Regions from separate parts of the Mus musculus genome. Here region 1 is linked to region 2. A link is a contact called in public Hi-C data. All regions are on one chromosome and are shown on one strand. Each heading gives the region's core, a stretch centred on a gene start, on an enhancer-like site or on the middle of the called end of the contact. The rest is flanking DNA. Distances are from core to core; before and after follow the strand shown. Region 1 overlaps Rsph9 (radial spoke head 9 homolog (Chlamydomonas)). Region 2 overlaps Gm35456 (a long non-coding RNA gene).

Evidence for each region. Hi-C and Micro-C count contacts between places; a contact is called where the count stands out from the background.
Region 1: a Hi-C map of bone marrow-derived macrophages shows a contact between it and region 2, with 27 read pairs. The contact joins two enhancer-like sites. A contact is called at or near these places in 10 of 39 promoter capture datasets (3T3-L1-derived adipocytes, the C10 cell line, cranial neural crest and 7 more), 2 of 15 datasets of contacts at CTCF or cohesin (the NIH/3T3 cell line and embryonic stem cells), 67 of 484 Hi-C or Micro-C datasets (the AML12 cell line, B cells, the C3H10T1/2 cell line and 44 more), 24 of 115 datasets of contacts at active chromatin or transcription factors (CD4 single positive thymocytes, the HPC-7 cell line, acute myeloid leukemia and 19 more) and 4 of 9 other capture datasets (adipose tissue, liver, macrophages and 1 more).

What each region holds. Positions count from the first base shown.
Region 1 is chr17:46,130,214-46,136,264 of GRCm38.p6, forward strand. It overlaps Rsph9 (radial spoke head 9 homolog (Chlamydomonas)), which reads right to left. Exons shown (of 5, transcript NM_029338.4): 4 at 4,760-4,906. Among named protein-coding and RNA genes, the nearest start is that of Rsph9, 11 kb to the right of the region's middle. Within about 2 kb of position 1,283, at least 32 of the 459 cell types and tissues checked have an H3K27ac peak or open chromatin away from gene starts, as enhancers often do. A contact at or near this core is called in bone marrow-derived macrophages and liver, where this site is marked.
Region 2 is chr17:45,707,064-45,713,519 of GRCm38.p6, forward strand. Gm35456 (a long non-coding RNA gene) reads right to left here. Exons shown (of 7, transcript XR_385596.4): 4 at 5,163-5,284; 5 at 4,190-4,326. Among named protein-coding and RNA genes, the nearest start is that of Gm35456, 17 kb to the right of the region's middle. Within about 2 kb of position 1,313, at least 8 of the 459 cell types and tissues checked have an H3K27ac peak or open chromatin away from gene starts, as enhancers often do. A contact at or near this core is called in bone marrow-derived macrophages and liver, where this site is marked.

The DNA of each region.
Region 1 (6,051 bases), core at 33-2,532, 420 kb after region 2:
CACGATTCAGTCAGTTTCCACCCTCCAGAGGCCACCCTGCATCAGAGAAGCCTATCCCCGTGTAGCTAGCTGCCTGCCCAGGTCAAAACCAGAGCTTTCTGGAAGCATGGAGGTCCTCTGCCCCTGGTCCTGACTGAGCCATGCACAGAACAATGGGGTGAAGGCCACACCATGGGCCTATCGCTTGCTCTAGGCCCCAGTGCCACCGCCAAGGAATCAAAACATCAAGTGAAACAGGCCCCGGTTGGTACGACACCTAGCCAACAGCTGTTCTTTGGGCACCTGAGAACCCTGGTGGCTTTCTTGGTCACAAGTCTCCAGGAAACATTGCTTGAGGGGAGACAAGGATAGAATGTTACAGAACAGTGTCCCAGGCCCTGTGTTTTATCCTTGGCAACAAAAAGACCCAGAAATATACAGTTCTCTAGCCTTAAGTCCCATTACTGGGGCCCAGAACATCATTTGGACAGCTTTCTACAGAGACCTAATCCCTCATTGCCCTTGGAGCCCACAGCTACACAGCCTCTGTGAGATAAGCAAGACCAAGCTCTGATTGCCCACCCAGGGAGGCTGGCTTGCAGCGTCCCTCACTCAGGCGCTAGCCTGGAGAAAACAGCCTAGGGTCTATCCCTAACCCCACTGTATCCAGATATCTATCGATTCAACCAACAGCATGGTGGCATGGGGCCCCTCAGACCAGCATGTCTGCTCACCTCTTACTTCGAGGAGATGGGAAGCAGAGGCTGAAATGAGTAGCCCAAGCCCAGCAACATGGGTAAACTGTGAGGAAGTTAAAAAAATACAAATACAGATGCCAGTGAGGGCGGGACCAAGCAAGCCAAAGGGTGCTGAGTTGCAGCATGCCAGGGGCCGGGCTCTCTGCCTTCCCGCGCAGCCCCGGCATCGTGTTCTTGTCCTCTCAACCTCCCTGGTTCAGTCAGCTCATCATCTGGGACACACACCATGTTCCATTCTCTCTCTCTCTCTCTCTCTCTCTCTCTCTCTCTCTCTCTCTCTCTGTGTGTGTGTGTGTGTGTGTGTGTGTGTGAGCAGACACACAGTGTGTACCTGACACCTTCACCTCCATCTCAACTGTAAATATGGAAAAACCAGGCCCAGACAACTGTGGTAGTAGCCCTTTGAAGGAATGATCCAGTGGATCAGTTCACAGCCCCAGGCCTCCTCAGACCTGGCTTCCTCTCCAGAGACCTGTACTGAGACTGGGGAGAAGATCCAGCCTGGAACTCAGCAGCTGAGCCTCTGCAGTTGGCAGGAGGTCTTCCTGGGTTTCCCAATGCCAGAGAGAGTAAGGGCCAGGCTCAGGTCAAACTGTCGAGGGAGCAGCAGGTATCCTACGTCTCAACCCCTAAAGGTCATCACACTAAGCAATGGCCGGGAAGGCCTGGGTAGATGGCTCAAAGCTAGATTTGATTCCCAGCACCTACGTGATGGCTAATAACCATCTAACACCAGCGCCATGGTGGCCTCCATAGGCACCAGGCATATGTGTAGTACACAGATATACATGCAAACAAAATACCCATACAGGTAAAATGAAATTTAAAAAAAAAAAAAAATGGGCTGGTCAGATGGCTCAGTGGGTAAGAGCACCCGACTGCTCTTCCGAAGGTCCGGAGTTCAAATCCCAGCAACCACATGGTGGCTCACAACCATCTGTAACAAGATCTGACGCCCTCTTTTGGAGTGTCTGGAGACAGCTACAGTGTACTTATATAATAAATAAATAAATCTTTAAAAAAAAATGGCTGTAAGTTCCTGAAAGCCACCATTCTCTTTACCACAAGGTAGAGTCAATCCTCTCAGAGTGGGGACAGAGAAAAAGGACACCCCTGGTGCAGCCTCCAATATAAGTAAACAATGGGGTAGGGGTAGGGTCCTCTGATCGCTTCTAAAAGACGTAGGAGCCATCTGCACGAACCCCCATAAAGCTGATGCCACACTGCCCATTCTCTTCAGGCTCCCTGTCCTCACTAACCACCAGCAGCTTTTAAAGGTCAATTTCTTGGCTGCAGGACTCTTGCTGCCCTCTGCTGCCCAAACTGGGCACTGCACTGAGTACTCTTTGTTGGGACCCCGGCCACCTGCTGCCTCTGCTGCCTACTCTGTGCGCACCCCCACCCCATCCTACCCTCCAACATCTTCCAGTATAACTTCTGTTTTTTCAGCTTCTCCTGGTTGCGCTCAAACCTTCCTGACTTAAGAGCGTTGTCTTTCTCATTCCAAGGGCACCAAAAGAACTTGGCACGCAGCAGCTGCTCCATGCTCTGCTGACAGAGCGGAAAGGTTAAGGAGTATTGAATGGCAGAGTCCAGGTGAGGAAGCTGGCTGCCCTGCGTACTGCCCCACCTGTCTTCCGGTGCAAGCCCGCAGCCAGGAAGTCTTAGCACTCATCAGGAGGAGGATCTTGCCAGGGATCCATCCCTACAAAACTTTCCATCCCAGGACATCACACAGCAGCTCACTGCCAAGATATTAGCCTCAGGCAATATCCCTCTCCATTCTGTTCTCTTCCACTCAGAGAGAAGCTGTGAGCTCTGGGCTTATCTCTGTGGGCACAGGGAACAGAGACCCCAGGACAAGGCCCACTTCACACCTGCTTAGAGGTGACCTGAGCCATCTTGAATGACTGCTTCAGACTCAGAAAGCAATGTTCCTCCCTAAGTAGAAAGAGCTAAAGATCTACAGACTCCACCCCTCTAGCCAGGCATGGTATCCAAGGGTTCTAGTCCTGACTCTGCACAGGTCATCACCACTGCATCTGCTAGGCAGGAGAGGCGCCCAGCGGCTCATTCAGCTCTCACTAGAAGAGTCTGGAAGGAAGCCAGAGTGTGTCTGATAAGGAGAGCCATCCCGGCCTCGTCATTCTCCTTCTGTTGCCAACGAGTCCCAGAAGCCACCTCCCCATCACTGTAAGCCCACACTCAAGGTGACTTGGCTCAGGTGCCTCCGTGTGGTGGAACCAGCTGCTCAGAACCATCGTCCCTAGCCCTGTGAGTCGCCCTAAGACAGGAACCTGCAGGTTTGCTTGTCCCTTCTCTGTCCACCTGTGAACACTGCCTTCTGATCACGGGCCTTCCCTTAAGCCTCCTTAGCTCTTCCCACCAAAGCTTGTCAGGAACCTGGAAATTATATATGTGTACATATAAAATCCATATTTTGGCTGAGTGGATGGCATGTGTCTTTAATCCCAGCACTTGAAAAGCAGAGGCGGGTGGATCTCTGCAAATTTGAGGCCAGCCTGGTCTACAGAGTGAGTTCCAGGACAGCTAGGGCTATACAAAGAAACCCTGTCTCAAATTTAATAATAATAATAATAATAATGTTTCATATAGCTCAGCTGACCTAGAATTTACTATGTAGCCAAGGATGACATTAAACTTCTGACCCTCCTGCTACATAATGACGGGGAGGAGGGCTGGTACCAAAGTGGGTTGGATATCAGCAAATAGAGAGTTATCAAAGGACATAGGAAATAGAATGATGATAGGAAGGAGAAATAAACCTAAAAGGTCTAATGTAAAACATGGTAACTGTAGTTCATGATGAATATATACGGATGCAGATATATATGGATTTAGACATATAAATGCAGATATATTTGAGGTAGGGTTGTGCACTGAAGTCCAGGCATCTGAGTCCTGGGATCACAAGTCTGCACCACCACAGTTGACTTTCCGTTATGCTCCTGGACAGTGCAATAGCAGACAAGTGTGCTCCTGGGGGGAAGCTACCTGAGCTAGACTCAACTGTTAGCCTCAACTGCTCGGGTAGCTTATACACACACACACACACATATACACACACACACACACACACACACACACACACATATACACATATATATATATACACACACACACACACATATACACACACACACACACACACACACACACACACATATACACACACACACACACACACACACACACACACATATATATATATATACACACACACACACACATATACACACACACACATATATATATATATACACACACACACACACACACACACATATATATATATAGCTTTACCCATTAAAGAAAATAAAAAGATTTTTAAACTTAAAATACCGTGGGAGCAAGGTGGCTTATCTGTTAAGGTATTTACAGCCAAGCCTGACCATCTGAGTTAGAACCCTGGAGCCCACAGAGTGGAGGAGAGAACTGACTACTCCACGAGTTGTCCTCTGACCTCCACATGCCTTATGGCATGCGCACACAAACAAATCCATCAAAAAAATTTGACTTGCCAGGCAGTGTTCATGATAAATACAGCTTTACCCATTAAATAAACGCCTTTAATCCCAGCACTTGGGAGGCAGAGGCAGGCGGATCTCTGAGTTTGAAGCTAAACTGATCTACAGAGTGAGTTCTAGGACAGCCAAGGCTACACAGAGAAACCCTGTCTGGAAAAAGCAAAACAAACAAAAACAAAAAAACAAAAAACATTAAAAAACTGGTTGAAAAAAAAAAGCTCAGAAGTGCATTAAAAATGATAACAACAGCAACAACTGCTAAAATCTCGAGAGACACTGTGTCACTCTACTTCCCTGCTCCCCACTTAAGACCAGGCTCTGGCTCAGCCCACCCCTCAAGAGGTCACCGGTGAGCTGCCAATGCAGGCCCAGGTTCTCAGCCCCCGCTGTAGAGAAGGAAGGTGGATGGTGTTGATCTACTGCTTTGATCTGCAGGCCAGCCCCACACCCTGAAGCTAATGGCCGGTTTGTTACCTCTGGGGATGTCATATTCCAGGGAGTCCAGGAAATCCAGCGAGGGCTCCAAGTCCGACTTCTCCAGCAAGGTCTTGTTCTTCAGATCAATAGCCTCCCTGAAGTGGAAGTACGAGCTAAGCTTCCTGACCTCGGACAGGGGCAGGCCTGGGAAGACGAGGTGGATGGAGAACAGTTAACCAGGGCTCCTTCCTCCCTGCATGGCTCAGAGGGAGGAGGCTGTGCAGGGTTCTGTCCACCAGACAGATGACCCAAGCCACAAAATGGAGCTCATTCCCGTCCCCCATACTTGACCCTGACCCCTGTGAGGAGCAAGAAGGGGCTGTAGCAAGATCAGGTAACCCTGATTCAGGAAACCTCAAGTCACCATGATTGTAGACTTCCGCCCCTGCTAAGACTTTCAGCTGCATCGTTGAACTGTCAACTGGCACAATGGCGACTTGCCTGGGAAAAGAGTTTGTTTGTCTATTTGTTTGCTTACTTGCTTGTTTTTTCATTATTTTTTATGTATATTTTTGAGACAGTCTCACTGAAGCTCTGGCTAGTTTGAACTCACAAAGAGGTCCTCTTATTTTCTGTGTATTTATTCCCTAAGCCAAAGTATATATTCACTAAGAAAGAAAATACATGTTTTCATCTCTATTCCTAAAAATAATAATAATAATAATAATAATTGTCAATGCCTCTGCCTTTAGAGTACAGGACAGGTCTTAACAAAGAAGTACAGGGGGCTGGAGAGGTGGCTCAGTGGTTAAGAGTACTGACTGCTCTTTCAGAGTTCCTGAGTTCAATTCCCAGCAACCACATGGTAGCTTACAACCATCTGAAATTGGATCTGATGCCCTTTTCTAGTGTGTCTGAAGACAGCTATAGTACAGTTGTATACATAAAATAAGTAAATTTGTTTGTTTGTTTGGTTTTGGTTTTGGTTTTTTTGTTGTTGTTGTTGTTGTTGTTTTGTTTTGTTTTGTTTTGTTTTGTTTGAGACAAGGTTTCTCTATATAGCTCTGGCTGTCCTGGAACTCACTCTGTAGACCAGGCTGGCCTCAAACTCAGAAATCCGCCTGCCTCTGCCTCCCAAGTGCTGGGATTAAAGGCGTGCGCCACCACTGCCAACCAAGTAAATATTTTAGAAAGTACAGAGAGCAGTGGTTCTCAACCTGTGGGTCGAGACCCACTGGAATCTAGCAACCCTTTCACAGGAGTTGCATATCAGATATCTTGCATATTAAATATTTATATTATGATTCACAACAGTAGCAGTAGCAAAATCACAGTTATGAAGAAGCAAC
Region 2 (6,456 bases), core at 63-2,562:
ATGTATGTATGTATGTATGTATGTATGTATGTATGTATGTATGTTTATATATTTTCACAGGTGACAGGGTCTCAATAAATAGCTCTGGCTGGCCTGGGACTCCCATTTGTAAGCTTGCAGAGTCCTGGGCCACCACGCTTGGCTGTAGGACGTGGCATGCAGACACGACTTCTCACCTCCTGGTTTTTCTTCTTCTCTCCACCCAGAAGGCTGTGGGATAAACAGGTATAGTGACAGGCTAAAGCTGGCTTTTGACTTTTTTTATCTTAAAAAAAAAAAAACCACTTGTTTTATTTTATGTGTGTGTGTGTGTGTGTGTGTGTGTGTGTGTGTGTGTGTGTGCCTGAGTATATTTGTATGTACACACGGGGTGAGGGTAAGCCAGAAGAGGTGTCAGTGAAGACTACCAGAGGACCAGGGCCAGTCAACTCCCAGAACAAAGTGGGAGTCCTTGTTTCATGTGAGAGGGGTCTCAGTCAAGGTCTGACTTGGCTCCACCTGCTGGATGGCATGGAGGGTCGCCTTTCTGGTCACCACCAGGACCCAGTTTTCTGCTCAGACTTGGTTTTCCTTGCCTGTCCCAGCAGTGGCTTCAGCCACCTTCCTGCCTGACAGGCTGGCTGGCAACTTATATTCTGTTTTTCGTTTCACAAGTGGCTTTCCCCTCTTTCCTTTTAAAATTGAGAGGAGCAGGGGGCAGGCAGTGGTGGTGCACAGCCTTAACCCTAGCACTCGGGAGGCAGGGGCAGGCAGATTTCTGAGTTCAAGACCAGCCTGGTCTACAGAGCAAGTTCCAGGACATCCAGGGCTACACAGAGAAACTCAATAAACAAAGAAGCTAATTAATTAATTAATTAATTAATCAAAAATAAAATTGAGACAGCGTTTCATGTATACTAGACTGGCCTCAAACTTGGCTGTGTAGTCCATAATAACATTTGATCAACTTGCCCTACCTGTCATTGCAGGTGTGCACCCCATGCCTGGCTTATGTGGTGCTGGGGATGGAACCCAGGGCGTCATACACGTTAGGCAAGCGCTCTGGGAATCATGTTCAGCCCCAAATTCTGCCCCTCTACAGAAGCCTCTACTCCTCCTTCTAGAACCCCACACACCTGTTTTTCCTCCATCCTAGGGCTTCCCCCGATCTTTTCATGCTGTGAGAGTTTCTATAAGTGCATCTGGCACTACCGGGTAGCCCTCTCATCATTGGATGCCTGACTGAGAAGAGAACACCCAAGCTGACCAGACCTCAGGAACTGCCGGGCAAGTGGCAGGCTGGGATTCCAAATCGGGACTATCTGACCTCATGACTTCTGCTCTTTCAGCTCCCCTGACCTGTGTTGAAACTATTTCTTGGTAAGGTGCCCTCCCCAGCAATTAAAAACTGAAACTGTTTTCCGGAAGCAGCCTTTGGATAACCACCAAGATATTTGGGTTGCTTCCGGTTACTTCTTGGATTATCTTCTCTTAGCCTGAATGGAAGGGAAGACTGTGCTTCTCGCTGGAGCGAGCCTGCCCGCCTGCCCGCCTGCCCGCCTGCCCGCCTGCCCGCCTGCCCGCCTCCCCGCCTCCCCGCCTGCCCGCCTGCCCGCCTTACCAGGTTTGCCTCTTGTCATCTCATGGTTGCATTCACTGTGGCCAAGGAAATGGACCCTTTGCTTTCATGGGGCCCTCTCAGGACCCAGCAAGAAATGGTTTCTCGCCGGGTGTGGTGGCGCACGCCTTTAATCCCAGTACTCGGGAGGCAGAGGCAGGTGGATTTCTGAGTTCGAGGCCAGCCTGGTCTACAAAGTGAGTTCCAGGAGAGCCAGGGCTACACAGAGAAACTCTGTCTCAAAAAAAAAAAAAAATAAATAAAATAAAAGAAATGGTTTCTCCATGTTTGTTGAATAAAGAATTAAGTGAAGAGGGTGAGCCATCTCCCACACCAGCGATGTTTTCTGTCTTCCAAGCCCTATTCCTTCTCTCTGTAAATCCTGGACCATGGAAGCCCACTAGGTGCTGGGTAAGTGGTTATGTTCAGTGGTCCCCACAGTAGTGAGGTGGAGTTTAGCCCTACATGAAGCCTCTCATTTGATCCTTCTTTCTCTTGCTCTATCCCTAGGGTTCCTGCCTTGAGTTTCCAGCATAAGCCCTTAAGAGCTCACAGGTGGCCCTATGGCCAGGAGTGTCCTTTCTTGTCTGGAGAGGTGACCGATCATCTTTTGGAGTTCTGCTCAGATTTCTCATCAATGAAGTTCCAGTCAACACTTACAAAATCCAGGCTGGGTATCTTAAATGGCCTCTCAGGACCTGCCCTGTCTCTTTCCATACCTCTCTGTATTGGGGAGGTGAAGCAGGAGCTTGGAGGACAAGAAGAGTGAAGGATGGGGGCTGGAGAGATGGCTCAGCGGTTAAGAGCACTGACTGCTCTTCCAGAGGTCCTGAGTTCAAATTCCAGCAACCACATGGTGGCTCACAACCATCTGTAATGAGATCTGATGCCCTCTTTTGGTGTGTCTGAAGACAGCTACAGTGTACTTATATATAATAAATAAATAAATCTAGAAGAAGAAGAAGAAGAAGAAGAAGAAGAAGAAGAAGAAGAAGAAGAAGAAGAAGAAGAAGAAGAAGAAGAAGAAGAAGAAGAGAAAAAAAAGAAGAGTGAAGGATGGAATGTCTGCCACTGGCTTCTTTTCTCCCTTTGGCTCTGCCAGAACACTGGTCATATCACAACTATTCTATAGACAAATGTCTACATTGCCCAGGGCCTGTGCCCCAGGGCCATGCAGTACCCATACTGGCCCACACGTTTGGCTCTGCTCTTGGCCCTATGCAAAATTCCTGGGAGGGGCTCTCCAGCCCCTTGAATATTCTATTCTGGGATGGTGTTAAGACACCATCACTAGCAGCTGTCAACCTGGAAGATGAAGAGACTAGTCAGAATTAGCCAAGTGATAGGGTTAAGTGGGGATACCCTGGGGATGCCCTCAGCCCCAGCCAAAGCCACAGATGTGACAGTGAGTGAGTGGACTGTATCGAGACCTGGATCCTGTTTGTGGTTCAAAGTAGCAATGGTAAGCTGGCAGAGGCAGCCCTTGGGCTGCTGGAGGGCTGCAGCTTTAACCCATTGCTGCCTGGCTTTTTGCTCATGGTTCCTTGTCCCAGCGTGCTTAAGACAGTTGTACTAGCAGCGCCTGCACGCACATGTACACACTCACATGCATGCCCACACACACATAAAGGAGGACTGACAGACAGGTTTGGTAGCACACACCTGTGAATTCCATAAAAGGCAAGAGGACCAGGAGTTCAAGGTCATTGTCAGTCACATAGGATGTCCAAGAACAGCCTGGACCACAGGAGATCTTATCCCAAAGGGGGGAAAAAGATGGGGGTAAGAATAGGTATTTAGCAATTTAAGGAAACTGAAACTGAGGAGTTATGCTAAGCATCCAAACACTGAAGGCTAGTGGAGAGCTGCGTCTCTATCAGGAGTCCGTTCAAAGGACATGTGACCTCGAGGGACAACGCAGGGCCAGAGCTGGGTAGGGCAGGCCTATAGGGGAAGTGTGGCCAGCTCAGTGAGTGACTGGCAAAGCCTCTGCCATCTCTTCTGTGGTCTGTGGAGAGCTCTGGACTGCCTGCCGTGTGACGCGGGCCATGGAGCTGGCTGCTGCTTGTGACCCTTCCACCGAGAAGCAGTCCCTCATTTGTGCTGTGGCCTCTAAATCAAGCACATCTGTGTGTCTGTCCATATTCCAGCCTTCAACCCATGGGGCAGCTTGTGTCTCCAAAATTGGGCAGGAACTCAAGAACGGCAGGAGGTGGGCTGTAGAGAGAGCCCAGGGGCGAAGAGCACTTGGCTGCCCTTGGAGAAGACCAGGTTTGAGTCTCAGCACCCACAGGGCGAGTCACAACCATCTGCAGCTCCCATTCCAGGGACTTATCATATAAATCTCATTTTAAAAATATTAAAAAGACCTAGGCGTGGTGGTAGCATGCCTTTGGCCCCAGCTGTCAGGAAACAGAGGCAGGCAGATTTTTGTGAGTTTGAAGCCAGCCTATTCTATAGAACAAGTTCAAATATAGTCAGGGAGAGCTACACAGAGACACCCTGTCTCAAAACAAACACACACAGACAGACAGACAGACAGACGGGGGTAGGAGTGGGTGAGGATCCACTCTAGGTCTTGCCTGGGATTACCATGGAGTCCCCATCCTGGGAGTGGAGATGGAGGAATGGGAGTAATGTCTGATATCGGTTTGAGAATGTTCAGAGAGATCTACTTGGCTCAGGGCCTGGGAGATCTGAGTGAAAGATTTCAGTCGCATCAGGAGTGCCTGCGAACGGGAAAGAGAGAGGCGCAGTGAGCTGAGAGCAAACATGAGTGACCGAGAAGGAGCTGGGTGAGCATCAGGGGGGACCAGTGGGGAAGGAGATCGGGGAAATGGAGTCCTGGAGGTGAGAGGTGAGACGCTAAGAGGAAGTGGGCAGGAGCTAGAGAGATGGGTTAAAGGTTAAGTGCATGGGCTGCTCTTCCAGAGGACCTGGGTTCAATTCCTACTACCCCCATGGCAGCTCACAACTGTCTGTACCTCCAGTTACAGGGGACCAGATACCCTCACACACACAGACACACGTGCAGGAAAAACACACGCAATAAAAACAAACAAATCATTAAAAAAAAAAAAAGAGGAAGTGGGCCACCTCATGGGACACAGTGGCTCCTGCAGAGGGACAGAGAAGGGACCACAGAGGTCACAGGTGAGAGTGCTGGAGTCAAGGCTTCCTGAGGTATTGTGGGAAGGAGGTGGGGTCAGGGATGCTTTCCACAGCGTTCTGAGAAGGGCTGAGTTGAGAAGGCAGACTCAAGGGCTTATCTGACTCAGACTGGGGGATGCTTTAAAATTACTGTTATCATAATTATTGTGTGCCATGGTGCACGAGTGGAGGCCAGAGGAGAACTTTCCAGATTCAGCTCCCCGCTCCCACTGGGTTCTATCGGGCTTGCATGGCATGTCCTTTAACTGCCACCTTGCCAGTTGGGGAGGGTGCTGTGATGGGGACCACAAACTGTCCTGTTACCGCTGATCGCTGATAGTGGTTCTTTGTCCCTTGAGACCCTGGTGTTGCCGAAGGCCGCAGCCCTACTCTTCTCGTTTGGTGAAGGACCTACCTGTGGTCCCCTGTAAGTGTGTACTCCATCCATATCCTTGTGTTTTCCCAGGCGTCCTCCCAAGGCAGGTTCTGTCCCCATCACTGGGTCTGCTCTGTGCTGTAGACATCAGAGTCAAAGCTCTGGAGGTGGGATAACATATATAAGATGCCAGGCTGAGACATGCATGGTAGGACTGGGCTGCTTAGCACTCTGTAGTGGAGGGAGAAGCTGGAGGGAGGGAGATGGTGGAGATTGGTGGAGGAAGACGCAGCAGAGATGGAAATGCAGGGGAACAGGAGAAGGTGTGTGTGTGGGGTGGGGGGCGGTGCTTGTCAGGGAGGTAGGCAAGTGTGCTAAATGTTTTAGTTAGGGTTTCTATCGCTGTGAGGAAACACCATGACCTCAACAACTCTTACAAAGGGCAACATTTAACTGGGGTGGCTTACAGTTTTAGAGGCTTAGTCTATTATCGTCCTAGCGGGAAGCATTGCAGCATGAAGGCAGACATGGAGCTGAGAGTTCTGCAGATCTTGATCTGCAGACAGCAGGAGACTGACTTGCACTTCAGTGGACATAGCTTGAGCACAGAAGACCTTAAAGCACCCCACGCCCACCCCAGTTACACACTTCATCCAACAAGGCCATACCCACTCCAATAAGGCCATACCTCCTTTAAAAGAAAAAAGATTTATTTATTTTATGTATATGAGTACACTGTAGCTGTACAAATGGTTGTGAGCCTTCATGTGGTTGTTGGGAATTGAATTTAGAACCTCTGCTTGCTCTAGTTGGCCCCGCTCACTCAGGCACAAAGATTTATTTATTATAAATAAGTACACTGTTGCTGTCTTCAGACACACCAGAAGAGGGCATCAGATCTTATTATGGATGGTTGTGAGCCATCATGTGGTTGCTGGGATTTGAACTCAGGACCTTCGGAAGAGCAGTCAATGCTCTTACCTGCTGAGCCATCTCACCAGCCCAAGGCCATACCTCCTGATAATGCCATTTTCTATGACCAATTATTCAAACACATGAGTCTATGGGGGCCTCATACTGGGTATGTCTATAATTCCAGAGCACAGGAGAATTGAAATACATTTGAAGCCAACCTGGACTACATTGTAAACTTAAGGCTAGCCTGGGCTGCATAACAAGACCCTATCTTAAAAACAAGAACCAAAACAAAAAGCAGGGGGCTGGAGAGATGGCTCAGTAGTCAAGAGCACTGGCTACTCCTCCAGAGGATACAAGTTTGATTCTCGGTGATACAGTGTCTCACAATGTCTGCCACTCCAGCTCTAGGGAATCC